2 separate regions of the Mus musculus genome follow, and region 1 is linked to region 2. A link is a contact called in public Hi-C data. All regions are on one chromosome and are shown on one strand. The core of a region is the stretch at or near the end of the contact, and the rest is flanking DNA. Distances in the headings are between cores, read along the strand shown.

Region 1 (5,151 bases), core at 572-3,071, 66 kb after region 2:
GCAAGAGTATCTTCATCTATAACAGAAGGTAGCTAAGGGCAGAGAGTGGCTCAGCCGGCACGGGTACTTGTCACTAAACACGATGACCTGAGTTGGATCCCTGGGACTCACTTGGTGGGACTCACCTGATTCCCTCCAGGCTGTCCTATACCTCCCAATGCAGGTATGCATGCAGACACACAGATATACATACAATGTGTGCATGCACATGCAAACAAGTCAATTAACTAACTAACGGGAGGGATCTGGACCATACTGTCATGTGTGTATGTGTACATGCACACAAGTGTGTAACCATGTGTGTATGCAGGTTTGTGTTTGTTGCTCGGACCCAGCACCAGGCACAGTGCTCTATGAATACAAAATCGGTAATTTCTACTTGTGCTCAGAGGAAGGGCTGAAGGAAGATCAGCAGAAGGACTTGGGGATCCCTTCTTCCACCCTTTTCACACTGCTCCTGCTAAACCACCTCTGCTCTCAGGCACACATTTAGGGCCCTGGAAAAGGTTTTATGTGGTGGGAGGTTCCCCTGAGTTAAAAGGAAACATTAACAGAAAGCCAAAGTCTGTGCTGATGTGGGGGTTCTTGCGACCTCTGTAGCTTTAGGCTGCCCTGTGTCACCCTGGACCCCACCTCCCCTCGCGTCCTCCTTGAAAGCGGCAGGAAGATGTGCTCCCCAAAGGGGCAGGAATACCAGGCATGGTGGCACAGGCTTGAAATCCTAGTACTTGGGCGTTAGAGGGCAGCCACGTCTATCATAGCAAAAAGCTGCCTCAAAATTAAAACCTTGGCTGTGCCATAACTCCCTTTAACTGGGGACTATGTCAGATCCCAGATGTGTGTGTGCATGGGGTGGGGTGGCGCTCGAGAGCACATATGAAAGTCAGAGGACAAACTTGGTGATAGCCTTAGGAATGTGGTACTTTGAGACAGAATCTCTTACTGGCCTGGAGCGCACCAATTAGACTAGGCTAGCCAGCCAGGGATCCTACTGTCCCTGCCTCCCCAGGGATATCAAGCACACATGGACACACTTGAAATTTTTATGTAGGTGCTGGAAAATCCCTTACTAACCAAGCTCTGTCTAGGCCCTAGATCCTAGTTTTATATTAGTGCTTCCTTCCTAACAGACCCCCAACCTGTCCACTCCCTCCCCCTCCACAGCAGTTCCAAGGCAAGGGCTAGGTACTAGTAAGCTTTTGGTAAACAGCTGTGGGTTAGGGGAATGTGGAGCCAGGCTCCTTTTTCATTCCTTTATGATCACCCTAGTGTACGGCCTTCGAAACCATTCAGATTTTCTCCAAGATCTATACCAAAGGGCTGGGGATGTGGCACAGGGGAATGACCCTTGCCTAGCATGCACAGGGTCCTGAATTTGATTATCAGCATCCTAAGGAGAAGAAAGGAAGGAGGGAGGGAGGGAGGGAGGGAGGGAGGGAGGGAGGGAGAGAGAGAGAGATGCAGGGAATTACCATATTGGGCTGATTTGTCTTTGAATGCCCTTGGTTGTCCTTGGTGATATGTGTGTGGGTGGCTTTATTTTCCTAAGGTCGTCCCAAGAGTGTGGGCAGGGCTATTATTGGGGGCTGAACTGTGCATACACCTCACACTGGCAGTGACACATGTTACCCCTGCCTTCAATATGAGGAGGTGGTGAGGGCTGGCAGAGGGCTTGGTTTTGGCTGACCCATGGGCCTCTCAAGTTGGCCCATTCTCTCCACACTGGCACTGTGCCCCACCCACCCCCAAACCCTCGGCAGGACAGTGGGGTGCAGCCACTGAACCAGAAGCTGAATGTGTCTTGCAACTGAGCCAGGAGGAAGGATTAAAGCAAGCTTGTCCAGAGCCTGTGGGGAGGGAGGGACAGGAGGGCCTTCGTGTGTAGGGAGATTGGAACAGCAAGCTTGAGCGCTTCTACCTCCTGAGAATACACTCAAGCACATAGGTACCACTCTTATGCATGCGTGCATGTGTGCCTCTGTGTGTGTGTGTGTGTGTGTGTGTGTGTGTGTGTGTGTGTGTGTGTGTGCCTTTCTTAGAGCCCACACAAGCTGCCAGTAGGAGCTGTCCTTGGCTCTGTCTCAGCCCCAAGCCTCCTCTCTGTGCTCTAAGCTTTTGTGTACAGGTTACTTAGTGTCATTCAGAGATCTTATTCCAGGGATATAGACTGGAACAAGAAACAGAATGAAAACAGCAATTAATTTTCCTGTCAAGGATGCCAGCAGCAGCAGCAGTAGAAGGGGGTAGGGGGAGAGAGAGAGAGAGAGAGAGAGAGAGAGAGAGAGAGAGAGAGAGAGAGAGAGAGAATACCACAGGAGAGCATCAGGCTTAGCAAAGCAGTTCAGCAGAACACAACACATAGATCGCACATGCACAGCCCATTAGTTCTATACAGAATCTGCAGGCCTACTACACACACACACACACACACATACATGCACACACACACATACATACACACTTGAATGCACACAGACACACACATGCCCACTTCTGGGCTCAGCCACATGTAGAGGAGGTGGGGAGAAGCCTAGCTGCCCTCTGATCCCCCCATGCCTGACCCCTCCCATCAGAAAGGAATAGAAATGAAGTGTTGGTTGGGCCTCTCTTCACCTCCCCAAGCCATCATGGCTCCAGCTGTGTGAGCCCTAAGAACTCCCCAGGGAGCAGTCTAGTGCTTAGGGATGCAGAGCCCAGGAACCAAGTCCATCCTCCATGCTTAAGAGGCAGATGCCAAGGTGAAATTTTGTGGTTAAGTTAGTGGGTCTACCTGGGACACTCAGAACAGAGCCTAGAGCCCTACTTTCTTACCTTCCAGGCCAGTCTCCACCTCCCCACGGTGGCTCACCTCTACTTCCAGAAAATGGGTACATTGTGGCTCCACATCCTTATCCCACTTCCGGCTTGCTGGAATCAGGCCTTCCTGCCTTCCTGTAGCAGACAGTGACTAAGACAGGCAGGCTGAAGGCTGCCATTGTGCTGAGCCACAGGCTAGCCAGATCTTTGTCGTTCAAGTTCTTTGAAGTCTCAAAGCCATCCTGGCAGACAAATTTTGTTTGTTTGTGCTTTGGTTTTTTGTTTGTTTGTTTGGTTGGTTGGTTTGGTTTGGTTTTTGAGTCAGGGTCTCATGTAGCCCAGGTTGGCCCCAAATGGTCTCTATAGTTGGGGATGGACCTTAAACTTCTGCTTTCCTTGCCTCTACCTCCAAAATTCTGGGATTACATGTATATATTACACAGCCATTACATGTGGTGCTGGGATTTAAACCCAGATCCTTGTGCTGTCAGGCGGGTGTTTTTCCAACTGAGCTACAGCCCTACAAGTTTCAGTTCCATCTCCACTAGAGAAAACAGAGGGCTGGGGAGTGGAATGACTTTCTCAAGGTCACACCGCTAATCAGCAAGTGAGTTAGACTTGAGCCCAGCTAAGTGTCTAAGCCAGGCGCAAACCTCCAGGACAACCCTTTGGACTGTCCCATGTAGACACCGTTTCCCCAGCTTGGTGACACTACCCCACCTCCTTCCCACTCAGCGATGCCTCATGCCAGCATGCTCAGAAAGCCTGTGATGCTTGCTAATGTCACCAGGCACCACCTGAAAAGGTTTCTATCTCCCCCACAGGGAAGCCAGATGGATGGGTTTGCTGAAAACATTCTCAGGGGGGTTTATTCATCTCCATTGGACCCACCACATGTAGAGCCATCTTAGGTTTCCACCCCAGCAGATTAGTCCGCTCCATACTCACTGGAGCAGAAGTCATTGTGGTGTTAACCATGAATAATCATCTGTATGTGCACACACAGATACATGACTGTATGCGGAGGCCAGAGGCTGACATCAGTTGTCTTTCTCAGTCACTCCCCATCTTATTTTTTGAGACAGAGTCTCACTGAATCTGGATCTCACTGATTTGCTAGGGTGGCTGGCCAGAGGTAGGGTCTCTGCCTCCCAGGGCTAAGCTTACAGACTATCGCCATCTTTCAGTATGGGTGCTGGGGATCTGAACTCGGGTCCTCATGAGACCCACCTCCCCAGTCTCAGCACTGAAGTGTTGTTGCAGGTGTGTTTGTAAGCATTCTCTCACCTGTTGAAATTGCCTCCATTGGGCAGCTCAAGGGGTCTGTTGACTGTCAGAGTCAGAGTGGGAATGGGCCTCAACCTTTCTGGTCCCCATTTCTGTGTATTTCAGCACAAGGATGGAAAGGAACAAAGGCTAGCAGAAGGCAAAGGGGGAGAAGTTCCAGGGAAGCAAATGGTAGAAGCCCCTCTAGGGGTCTTATTGTCATTCTGATCACCAGATGTCCTGGGAATCAGAGCGTTCATTTGTGTCCTAGTGTTGAGGATGGATGGGTTTATTGTGCTGAATTCTGTGGTGTGGAAAGACCTTTTCAAAAGCTCACTGGTGGTGCTGGAGAGATGGCTCAGTAAAGTATATCCCACACAAGCATGAGGACTTGAGGTCAGCCCCCAGAACACATTTAAAAAAAATAGCCAAGTATGATGGTGTACACTTGTAATCCAGCAATGGAGAGGTAGAGACAGATCCCTGGGGATCAATGGCTGGCCAGCCTAGCCTACTTGGTAAGTTCCAGGCCAATGAGAGATTTTGTCTCAAAAACAAAGGGGATGGATGTTATGGGAAAAACAGCTAGGGTTGTCTTCTGGACTTAAAAATATGCGCACACGCACACACGCGCGCGCGCACACACACACACACTTGAACACTCACTACACTACACCTCTGTCTCTGCATGCACGCTAAGATTCAGCACCAAGGACAGTACCATGCTGGCCTGCAGAATAAGGGTGGAACAGCCAGCCAGATGCAGACCTGGGACCTGGGAGTATCCTCTAAGATCAGACTCCAACCTTCCTCCTCCACCCCACCCCACCCCCTGTGTTGCTCTCACAAAATGAAGGACCTGTCTGACTTCTACTTGCATACCTCCAACAAGGGATCTCACTACCCAAAATCTATCCCTTCTCGTTCAGGAATAGTTGATACTAGAACATGGCCCCTTCTGTTTCTAGTGAGAAGTCAGAAAGATGGCTATTCACCAGACTTACTCAAAAATTACTAAATATGTGTACTTGGGATGTAAAGTACTCAGCACAAAGCCCTGTTTGATTCTCAGCATCCCATAAACTGGAG
Region 2 (5,200 bases), core at 2,488-4,987:
AGCCACCATTCTCCATTCTTCTCTTTTTGAGGGGGATGGGCTTAGACAGGGTCTCACTTTGTAAACCTGGCTGGCCCTGAACTCCCAGAGATCCAGCCTCTGCCTCCCAAGTGCTAGGATTAAAGTATGCGCCACCACACCCAGCTTCTTTCTCCCTGACTCCGGCTGCCTTATACTTCATATAAATGGGGAAAGAACCTTTTTGCACCTGAAATGCTTCATTGCACTGTAAAAACACACATGTCAAAGGACTCTATAGACAGACTAAAGTCAAACCATTTGGAGTGGGACAATGTTTGCAAATCTAGTCAGTGACTAGTATCAGTATCTATAAAGGAGGAGGGACTGGGAACAGAGCTCAGTGGTAGAGAACTTGGCTAGCATGTATGTGTGAGACCCTAGCTTCAAATTCCACCGTGGCAAAAGAAAGGAGGAAAACACAGAAAGAAAAAGACAAGAGTCTTAGAAGAACACATAGAGATCGATCCAAGAAAATAAAGAAATGGCTAACGGGTACACGCAGAGAGGAACAATACCACCCACCATTTAAAAAATGCACAAAACCCAATGTGATGTCATCCAGGGCAGAACTCAGCTGGCATTGTGCTTGCCTGGCATACAGAGCCCTGGGTTTGAGCCTCAGCACGCTTAAGCTGGGCACAGAGGCACACACCTGGAATTCTATGACTCGGGATGCAGAGGTAGGGAGATCAGGAGTTCAAGGTCATCTTTTAGTTGTATAGTGAGTTTGAGGCTAGCCACCAGGCATCCAGAGGACATGGAATGGCTTTAAAGGGTTAGTGGAGAGGTTGGGGAGAGCAGAGAGAGCTCACCTCGATCTCCCGGACTGTGAGTGTTTGCAAGGATGCTTCAGCAATCCGTCAGGACTTGATGCCCTTTGACACTACATTCTGGGGGATCCTTGTCTGCCTCCAGCATGCGCAGCTGTTGGCATATCCTCTGCTCTCACTGGCACAAAGGCAAGAGGAGGGATACTAAACGTTGTCCCCCTTCCCAGCCCCCGCATAAGCCCTGCTCGGTGGTCCTAGTCAAATCCTCCCCCCACCCTTGGAGGTACGGGATGTGCAGTGCATGCCTCCTGTTTTCATCTGTAAATGAGACAGTTAGCCTGGCGACTCTAGAGTTGGGCAATGCTGCTTCTGAGGACTCAAATCCCAGTTCCAGCTTGATGGCCATGGTAGTGGGGAGGAAAGGGCCTTCCTACTGATCCTTAGTGGAGCCTCGTTAACCATGAAGACATAGCCCTTCTATGCTTCCTGCTTCTCTCTTCATTCTCAACCTAGACAGGAATAGGGAGGCATGGGGACCCTGGGAGAGAGTGTCCTCTCCTGACACTTTCTATTGTCCCTCAGGCAAGGCTGCTGTTGAGTCCTTGGCGGCCTGGGTATAAACTGGTTCTTCTCCCAAACCCGAGCAGAGTGCAGAGCTTACAGGGCCACTGGGAGGCCAAGGCTCTCTCTCCGCTGGACTCTTTCTCACTACATTGAGCTGCTGTGTTGTCAAGGCTGAGTCAACTTTAGATGAATGTGTCTCAAAGCAATTACCCCTGCTGTTGTTCGCTTGGTTCTGCCTAGCTTTTAGCCCCTTACAGATCCAGCATGAGTTAGTTGCCTTCTGCTGGCATCTGCTGGGCCTGGGGGCTTCCCCAGGATGGTAGGTCCTGTGTCAACCCCATACACTAGTGCAGTCACTGTGACAGGAACAGAAGGGAACTGTGGATGGCAACAAATGTTTTGTCAAGGTCTGAGAACAAGAGGAGCTGAGAGTCCCCCATCCAAAGAATTATAATATGGAACAGCAAAACAACAAAACCCAGGGTTCAGCAGCCCTGGCCCCTACCTCAGCAGCTCCATCCGCTCCCTCTCAGTTCAGCCATGTAAATCCTGAGCTCCTGCCAGGGGCTAGTGAGGCCAGGGGGTTCAGGGATAGATATTAAGGAGGAGGGTGTGGCTCCCATCTTCAGAGAACCTGAGAGGAAGCCAGAACTACCAGCATAGAGCCAAGGACAACTCAATATGCTTGCCTGTGTGAACATGTGTGGAGGCTAGAAGTGTCTTCCTTAATCTTTTTCTGCGTTATATATTGATAAAATATTGGTCTCACACTGAAACCCAGACCTTTCCTGTTCATCTGGTCTAGCTAGCCAGCTTGCCCTGGGGGTTCCACCTCTGGATCCTGAGCACTGAGATTATGGGTGGCCTGCCCGACATTTATGTGGGTGCTGGAGTTCTGGACCCTGGTTTTCACATTTGTCCTGTAAACACCTTACCTATGGAGAGATCTCCCAGCCTGGACTTTTGTGGAAAGGGGATCTAGATGTTTGAAAAAAACCATCATAAGAAGCAGCAGAAGGCAGAAGGCAGAAGCCAGGTCTACACCCTGTTCCCCGTTTTAGAAGCAAAGAGTCTTTTAGAGAAAGGTCCAGGGAAGATAAGCAGTGGCTGGGAGTCCCACAGCCAGGATTTGTCAGAGCTCTGAATCTGTTTTTTGAACTTTTGAAACAGGGAATCCTGATGTAGCCCAGGGTGGCCTCAAACTCACAATCCTGCAGCCTCAGCTCCAGCTGTTTGCACAGGCGGCTGTGCTCACAGGATGACCATCTTTCTGGCACTTTCCACACAGATGAAGGTGAGGCAGATGGGAAGGTTGGCAATGAAGAAGAGGCTAAAAAAGACCCAAAGGGGGCTGAGATCTCACCTGGCCCATGCTGTGAGTCTCTGGCAGTTGGGGTTTCACAGCAAAGCAGTGGGTCTATTGGGCTCTCTGCTCATCTCCCCTCCTGGCTAAGCCTTCCCGAAGTCCCAACCTCTCTCTTTTGGTGATAACCCAGACCCAGTGGCAATGCCCAGGGAACCCTTGTGGACATGCACGGATTCCTTTCCTGGTCACTGTCTCCCATGGGTGGCTTTCTGGACAAGTGAGATGTGAGAAGGAGCTGATGACAGGTCACCTGTGTTATAATCAGGCCAGAGTCAGGTGACAGGGTGGGTAGGGACAGCTCAGAGACCTTTGATGGAGGACTAAAGACAGCGTGCCCTCCCAATCCTTTCTCGGTCCTGGGATGACATGTACCAGGAAGGGAGCCCTTCCCAGAACCCACTGCTCCACACAAGGAATGCCTGCCCCACCTGTTCCTGAGAAGTCAGGCTATAGGCAGAGGGTGGAAACTTCTTAGGATCCCCTCACACCTGATATCTGCTTCCTCTCCAATGAGGAAGATCTGGAATTAGAGTCATGTCATGGGTCATATCATGAAAGCTGGCTTCTTGTACCTGTTTGTACCAGAAACTGGGCATCCTAGAGTTCATCCATGTAGGTTGCCTGTTAGAGGGAGTATTGGTGATAATAAAAAAAGAAAAAAGAAAAAAAAGGGGGGGGGAGGTGTATTCTATCCGACTCAGCTCTGACCATCTGCTCCCTGAGAACAAAATTAATAAGTGACACACAGGGGAGCCTTGAGCACTGGAGAGTGAGAAGGGAGGGGAGTCTGCCTCAAATGTGACAAAGGCAGAGCCGAGTGGCGGGAGCCAAGCTGGCATCATCACGAGGGTCTGGCAGTCAGTGCCCACACTCCTCCTGGGCTCCACGGGGGGTGGGGGTTGTAAAGGACACGACTCCCCCCCCCCATACACATAACTGCACAGCTATGTTTCCAAGGTGCTGTGGGAAGCATGGTACGCGGAGGAAGGAAGGAATCACACAGCAACCATGCTGGGTGCCAGCCAGGAGGGTCCAGCAGGCAGGGGAGAGAGACATGCAGCCTCTGTCAGCCCAGAGGGCTGGGATAGAATGAATGCAGCCCCAGCAAGCCCTGAGTTTGCAGTGTGCCACTGGAGATAGATATGAACATTCCACCCACCCTCCCCAGCTTGTGAGTGATGACCAGGACTCCAGGTTAGGATGCTAAGGCCCAGGGCACTCAGCTGCTCTGCAGTGGGGATTGTCTAGGTGTGTTCTTGCCCCAGTGTCAGGCTTTATATGGGGCCCGAGATCACACCAGGTTCCTCTCCTGTGTAGCCTGCCCTCCTAACTCATACTCAGAACATATCTCCTGTACAGTTCCGTAGCTGTTCACCACTGCCCTCCACCTCATTCCAACAAGGAAACTGAGACCTCTACACACACAGCCGGCTAGTGGCAGAGCCAGGGTTTGAGCAAGTCTCTGTAGATCACACTTAAAATCGCAGCTGGCACTTTGCAGGGCTCTGTCATCGCTCTCTTGTCCTTTCTGTGCTTGGAGATGGGCAGGCTGTGAAGCACCACAGAGGCCATGTCACTTGCTGCACTCTATGTCCTGTAACAAGCACACAGCTCATCGACGACCCTATGGGCTCGCTCATGACACCTGCCTGGTTACCTCCGTTTCCCCCAGTCTCACCTTTATTGGCTTCTTCCCTTGATGCTCTGACAGAACACCTGAGAAAAGCAGCTTAAGAAAGGAAGGGTTCAGCCGGGCAGTGGTGGTGCACGCCTTTAATCCCAGCACTCAGGAGGCAGAGGCAGAGGCAGGCGGATTTCTGAGTTTGAGGCCAGCCTGATCTATAGAGGTAAGTTTCAAGACAGCCAGGGCTACACAGAGAAACCCTGTCTTGAAAAACAAAAAAACAAACAAAAAAGAAAGAAAGAAAGAAAGAAAGAAAGGAAGGAAGGAAGGAAGGAAGGAAGGAAAGAAGAAAGAAAGAAAGAAAGAAAGAAAGAAAGAAAGAAAGAAAGAAAGAAAGAAAGAAAGAAAGAAAGAAAGGAAGAAAGAAAGGAAGAAAGAAAAGAAGGGTTCATTTGGGTGGTGGCGCACGCCTTTATCCCAACACTTGGGAGGCAGAGGCAAGCAGACCTCTGAGTTTAGAGGCCAGCCTGGTCTACACAGCGAGTTCTAGGATAGCCAGGGCTACATAGAGAAAAACTCTGTCTCAAAAACAGACAAACAAACAAGAAGGGGAGTAATAAAAAAGGAGATGTTTATTCTGGCTGGCATGTAGAAGGTGCGGTCCACCAGGGCAGGGAAGGCATTATAGCCAATGGCGGAGGCAGCTGGTCACATGACATCCACAACCAGGAAGCAGAGTGCTGAATGCTGGCACTCAGTTTGATTTTTCCTTCTCCTTCGTCCTGGGAGCCTTATCCTTGGAGGGGTTCCACACAGTTAGGCCTGCCTCAACTAATCTACTCTAGAAATAGAAAT

The links. A called contact is a pair of places that touch in the nucleus more often than the background predicts.
Region 1: a Hi-C map of cerebellum shows a contact between it and region 2, with 2.1 times the contacts expected there. The contact joins two enhancer-like sites. A contact is called at or near these places in 9 of 484 Hi-C or Micro-C datasets (bone marrow-derived macrophages, cerebellar granule neurons, cerebellum and 3 more), 3 of 115 datasets of contacts at active chromatin or transcription factors (bone marrow-derived macrophages, embryonic stem cells and intestinal villus epithelium) and 1 of 9 other capture datasets (adipose tissue).

What each region holds. Positions count from the first base shown.
Region 1 is chr9:64,619,965-64,625,115 of GRCm38.p6, forward strand. The region is part of intron 5 of Megf11 (multiple EGF-like-domains 11); the gene reads left to right. Among named protein-coding and RNA genes, the nearest start is that of Gm36311, 63 kb to the right of the region's middle. Within about 2 kb of position 1,822, at least 14 of the 459 cell types and tissues checked have an H3K27ac peak or open chromatin away from gene starts, as enhancers often do. A contact at or near this core is called in cerebellar granule neurons and cerebellum, where this site is marked.
Region 2 is chr9:64,552,189-64,557,388 of GRCm38.p6, forward strand. The region is part of intron 5 of Megf11 (multiple EGF-like-domains 11); the gene reads left to right. Among named protein-coding and RNA genes, the nearest start is that of Gm36311, 130 kb to the right of the region's middle. Within about 2 kb of position 3,738, at least 9 of the 459 cell types and tissues checked have an H3K27ac peak or open chromatin away from gene starts, as enhancers often do. A contact at or near this core is called in cerebellar granule neurons and cerebellum, where this site is marked.